Regions from separate parts of the Sus scrofa genome. Here region 2 is linked to region 1. The links are chromatin contacts, called in public Hi-C maps. All regions are on one chromosome and are shown on one strand. The core of a region is the stretch at or near the end of the contact, and the rest is flanking DNA. Distances in the headings are between cores, read along the strand shown. Region 1 holds the start of HAAO (3-hydroxyanthranilate 3,4-dioxygenase). Region 2 holds the start of KCNG3 (potassium voltage-gated channel subfamily G member 3).

Region 1 (2,700 bases), core at 65-2,564:
AGCGCTGGAGGGCTGGACGGGGGGCCTGGAGGCAGGGCAGCCTGGAAGTGCCCACGGGGGATGGGGTGGAACCAGAGCCGTGGCCCTCGGGGCTGGAGAGGAGCAGTCGGATGTGAGACATAATCAGGGGGAAGGAGTGGAAGGCTGAGGGTGAGACTGTGGACGAGGATGAAGTGGAGGAAAGGGTGGGGGCGACAAGAACAGTAGAAGAGACCAAGTTTGGGGGGGGGACGCTGACCACTAGCCATGGCGGTATTGCGCAGTGACAAGAGTGTGGACTTTGGAGTCAAATTGCTGCATGAGCTTGGGTCTGGACCCTGGGACCCTGTCCTGCACTAGCTCTATGGCTGTGGGCAAGTTACGTGTTAAAACCCCACCTCAGGGGCGACTGTGAGAATTATTTGAGATGATGTGAAAACACTTGGCAGTCCCAGGCTTGACAAGGTGTTAGTGACTGGAGCCCTGTGGTGGGAGCCTTGTTGGGGAGGTTCTGCGGGGCACGGCAAACACAAGCCTGTGAACCCAGGGCTGGGGAGCCCATGAGGCCAGGCCACCCGGTGGGTGAAGGGGCCACCAGGGAGGGACTGAGAGGTGGGCTGGAGGAAGAGGGAGGCTGGAGCATGGTCAGCTCTGCCGGGAGCTGTGGGCAGAGGCGCTAGGGGGGCGGGGAGGGAGTATGTGCGCGCCCTCGGAAAAGGGAGCCTGGGAAAAGAATCAAATCAAGACCCTCCTATGGGAGCTGATCTCCGACGTCTCCCTCGGCCTGCAGCTTCCTGGACAGAGTCGGGATGCGGGATTGGGGTTCCACAGCCATTCTGCGGTATCAATCCTGCCCTCCCCCCAATTTCTGAGAGTCAGTGGGGGTTGAAGAGCTGTTTCTCAGCCCGGGGCGGGGTGGGGGGTAGGGTGGGGCGCAGGGCTGCGACCTGCCATCTGCATCTCTCCTGGTCTCAGTCACCAAGCCATCCTCAGACGTCAAGGCCGCAATCTCCAAGCAGTCACCAGAAAGAGGAACAGACGACGGCGGTGAAACCCGGAACAGCCCGCCCTCACCCTCCCCTGAACACCACGAGGATGCATCCTCCCCTTCTGCAAGCGTCTGGGTCAAGGAAGTCCGGGCTGGAGTAGAGGGTTGCAGATGGAGGAAGTGAGGACAGAGGGCAGGAGGATGGGAGCGTGGATGGGACTCACAGGAGCTTGTTGCAGACCGGGGGCAGGAAGGAGGCCCGGTTCTCCTCCACCCAAGCCTTCACTCTCACCGGGCGCTCCATGGCTACCCGGGAGCCCGGCTCTGGAGCTGTGTCCTCCGCGCAGTTGGAGGGGCGCGGCTCCGCGCAGCCGCCTATTGGCAGCTTGGTTAATTAGTGTCCCGGGGGTTAAAGGGCGGGGCAACGCCCCCGGACCCGCTGTGGCCTCTCTCGGACTTCGGTCTAGAGCCCTCTGCCCTCCGGCCCGCCCAGTCTGCCCCTGCCAGGCCCCATGGCCCATGCGCCCTGCTTCCCTGCCGCACGGACCCGGCGCCCTGCCCTCCCGCGCGGGAGTTGAGCGCCAGATCCAGGCGTAAGACACAGGATTCAGAACCTTCCTGGTCCCTTGTCTCCAGACTTTCCGCCTGGCCCCAGAAAGATCCCAAAGAAAACCTGTAAGAGGGAGAAGGTGGGTTTGGAAACGCAAGTGCCAAAGTACAGGGGGAGGTCGCTGGGTTGAGGCCTCAGTTTTCTCATCTGAAAACTGGGAGCGTCTACACAGCCATCTCAGGGTTGCATAGCGGCCACCATAGGCCCCGATTGATGTTAGTTCCCTGTCCTCTCACGAGGATCTGTCAGAGCCCGAAGATTTGTTAGGTGCCGCTCGCTCTGCTCTGCCTGTGACTAGTTTGGGAGAAGACGCAAGGAGCAGCGGTGGGAGCAAAGCTCGGAGCCCGGGGGGATGCACAGCAGGGACCGGCCGGTCGGGGCTGGAGGGCGCGGTCCCCACACCCATGCTCGCAAGTGGCAGGTGGAGCACCGACGAGGTGCCCGGCACTGTACTGATCTCCTTCCATGTCTTGGGGACAGACTCAAAGCACATGACAATTTATGATGAGTTTTACAGAGGAAGAACCGAACACTAGGACCTCAGGAGTCTGGAGTTCAGGGTGGGAGGGCAAACAAACCTGAGCTATGATTCCAACCCAGGGTGAAAGGCCCTAATGGGGGAAAGGACCACAGACCCCTATGTTCTTCTTCCCCTACTTTCTTCTTTCTTCCTGACTCACAATTCCTAGGAAAACTGTGTGTGTGTGTGTGTGTGTGTGTGTGTGTGTGTGTGAACAGGGTGGAGTGTGGAAGTAGTAGGGGAGAGGCAGGGGAGAAGGAGCAGAGCTCAGGCTCTGGCACCAGAATCCAGACGGCAGAGTTTGAGAAATTGGGGTGTTCCCTGTCATGGCTCAGCAGAAATGAATCTGACTAACAACCATGAGGACACAAGTTCCATCCTTGGCCTCCCTCTGTGGGTGAAGGATGCAGCATTGCCATGAGCTGTGGTGTAGGTCGCAGCCGAGGTTCAGATCTGGTGCTGCTGTGGCTGTGGCTGTGGCTGTGGTGCAGGCTGGTGCTACAGCTCTGATTAGACCCCTAGCCTGGGAATCTCTATATGCTGGAGGACAGCCCTAAAAAGACCAAAAAAAATGGAAATTCCTCCGATCCTCGTTCTCATCTC
Region 2 (2,700 bases), core at 67-2,566, 250 kb before region 1:
TATACTTGATAGGAAAAGAAGAGAGAAAAGGGCACAGCCATCCATTATTTAGAGTCTATTGCTAAATTAATCTCCTTTATAACAATTCCATTACAGCACATGTTAGGCAGAGCGTATAGAGTGTGTGGGCTGTGTACAGCAGACCACACTCCACGATAACAAGGCTTCATTTTTTCAAAAACCATCCAAAAATTGGCAAATAATTCTAGTTGCTCTTAGCCCAAGGTCAAACTGTTAAATACCAATAATAAAAGTTTAGAAAAATCTAATTAACTGCTCTTGCTCAAAAGTAAGCTACGAAGGTGGGAGTCTTGTTTATCTCTATCTGCCCCTCCCCACGGCTGGGGATTCGCCCTCAAAAGGGGCCTGTGCTGTGTGGACCGGAGCCGGCTAGAGCCGGTAGTGAGGACCAACCCGCCCCTTGGCTGGCCGCGCCTGGGGCCTCGCTGGACCCAGAACTCGTCCTGGCTTGGCCTCCCGGAGGTAAACAGGACGTAGACTGGACCGACGGACTGGACGGACAGACGCGACAAGACGGACGGGACGGGCAAAGAAGCAGTGCGTCCTACCCGGAGGGCTCCCTCCCAGGGCTGGCGGAGTACCTGCTCCGGTCATCCAGGCTGCGGTTGTCGGCTGCCGCGGCGCGCCAGTCGGGCAGTGTGCTAGCGCACAGCACCACCATGGACACGATCACGAACACCACCGACACGCTGGCCAGTATCTGTGCGGCCAGCGACGACGTGGGCTCCTCGAAGGTCCGCCGCATGCGCTCCAACCAGCGCCGGGAGGTGGGCGCCTCGGCACCGCCGGGTCGCGCGTCGTCGCGGCCCAGCGCGCCCGGCTCCTCGGCGGTGTAGAAGGTGTAGGTGTCGGACATGCGGTCGTCGAGTCGGCGCTGGCAGCAGTACTCGAGGTGCGCGCCCTCCAGGCCCCAGTAGATCATCTCATTGTAGAAGGAGAGTTCGCACATTCGCGGCGCGAAGCGCAGCTTGCCGTGGCCGCGCACGTAGAGCAGGATGAAGCCGAAGGCCTCCGAGTGCCGGTCGAAGAAGTACTCGTTGCGCTCGCGGTCGTAGTCGTCGCACACCTCGAGCACGTCGCGCTCTGAGCGGCAGCCGTGCAGCCGGCTCACGCGGCGCAGCGGGAAGTCCTTCAGTAGCTCCCGGGACAGAGAGTATCGGGCGCCGCCCACGTTCAACACCACCGAGGCCGCCCCGCTGCGCCCGAAGGTCATGGCTGGCCGCCCCGAGGCCCCGAGGCCCGAGGGCGCCGCCCCCCTGGCTACCTTGCGGGGCCTGCCTGCCGTTGGCCGACGGGGGAGCGCGCCGTCGGTGCTCGCGGGCTGTCCAGCGGGCTCTCCCTCCGGGCTCCGCTGCTGCCCTTCGCTGGATCAGAAGCCCCTCCGCTCTAGCCTCCTCGGCAGCCCAGCGTTGGCTGCTAGCGATGCTCCCTCCGCGCGGCGGTACCTGCTGGTGGTCCGGGAGTCCCCCCCGGCTCCAGCGCTGCGCCCCACTGGCCAGGAACGAGGCTACCAGCGCCGCCGCCCCTAGAGCCTCAGGGATGCCCCCTCCAAGGCCGGGGTGCCCTTTGAAGGCGGCGGCGCTGTCCCCCGTAAGGGGTGTGCGCGCCGAGAGGAGGCGCTGGTGCTGGATGGCTGCGGGTCGCCGGCGTTCCCTCCGGCCCTGGCTCCAAAAGCACCGCGCCGCCGTCCAGAGGCAAGAGGCAAAGTGAGCGGCTTCGGAGGCGGCGAAGAGCCGGCTCCGAGAGGCGGGGGCGGGGCCTCCTCGCGGTTCCCCCTCCTCGCCTCCCGGCTCCGCTCGGCTCACCTCCCTCCGCGCGCCGCCCTCCTCTTCCCACCCGCGCCCGCACCTCGCTCGGGCTGGGATTCCCCGGCGCCCCGCCCTGGACCTCGGGCTCCCCGCCTCGTGACGCTGTCCTCCCTCTCTGCTCCCGCCCGCAGTGGCCGGTAGGGGTCCGTGGAGCGGGATGCGCCGAGCACGGAGCCCCGGGGTGGAAGGGGGAGCAAAGCCCCGCGGCCAGGGTCGCTGCTCCCTCGTCCCGCCCCCGAGCCATCGGGATGACTTGGGAAATCCCCAAGGGCCCCTTTAATGGCCCCCAAAGGGAGGATAAGGAGGAATGAGGAGTGGGGTGCCGGATTTGAGGGGCGGGGACAGACGGCATTGGGAGAGCTTTTTCCAGAAACTATACGAAGCCCAGCTCGGTGTCTGAGATGGCCCCAAAGGATTTCTCAGATAAGGCACCCCAGCAATTCTTTTCTTGTCGACTTTGTTCTTCTTTTCCCGGCGCGGAGACCCACGTACCGCGTGCTCCGAAGGCGGCCGCACACCCCAGCACCCAGCCTCGGTGCCGCCTTCCCGCCTGCCCTCTCCCGGAAAAGAGCGGCTCCAGCCCCCGCTTTCTGGGGCGCGGGTCCTGAAAGAGCTCCTACTGGTAGCGCTCCTGGACCCCCTCGTGACACTTCCTGTAGAGTGGGGTGAAAGTCTGGGGAGAATCGCCTTGCCACTGGCAAGAACAGAATTTCGCGTGGCCTTCGTCTGCATCCTCCTTTTCACAATGTCTTGATTTCCCCCGTGCACCTCCAGCTGGCTGCAGCACCGGCCCTCGTAGCTTGAAGAGCCCTTTAAGGGTCTGCAGAGCGAACTGCCCAGGGAGTGGGTTCCACCTGCCAGGGATTTTTTT

What was found. Hi-C and Micro-C count contacts between places; a contact is called where the count stands out from the background.
Region 2: a contact with region 1 is called in a Hi-C map of fetal skeletal muscle, with 2.5 times the contacts expected there. The contact joins the promoter of KCNG3 here to the promoter of HAAO in region 1. A contact is called at or near these places in 1 of 5 promoter capture datasets (fetal skeletal muscle), 5 of 47 Hi-C or Micro-C datasets (embryonic fibroblasts, fetal heart ventricle, fetal skeletal muscle and 2 more) and 1 of 2 datasets of contacts at active chromatin or transcription factors (alveolar macrophages).

The regions. Positions count from the first base shown.
Region 1 is chr3:97,579,467-97,582,166 of Sscrofa11.1, reverse strand. It overlaps HAAO (3-hydroxyanthranilate 3,4-dioxygenase), which reads right to left and starts at 1,314. Exons shown (of 10, transcript NM_001244941.1): 1 at 1,192-1,314. The coding sequence starts at 1,271.
Region 2 is chr3:97,829,411-97,832,110 of Sscrofa11.1, reverse strand. It overlaps KCNG3 (potassium voltage-gated channel subfamily G member 3), which reads right to left and starts at 1,316. Exons shown (of 2, transcript XM_003354851.4): 1 at 603-1,316. The coding sequence starts at 1,234.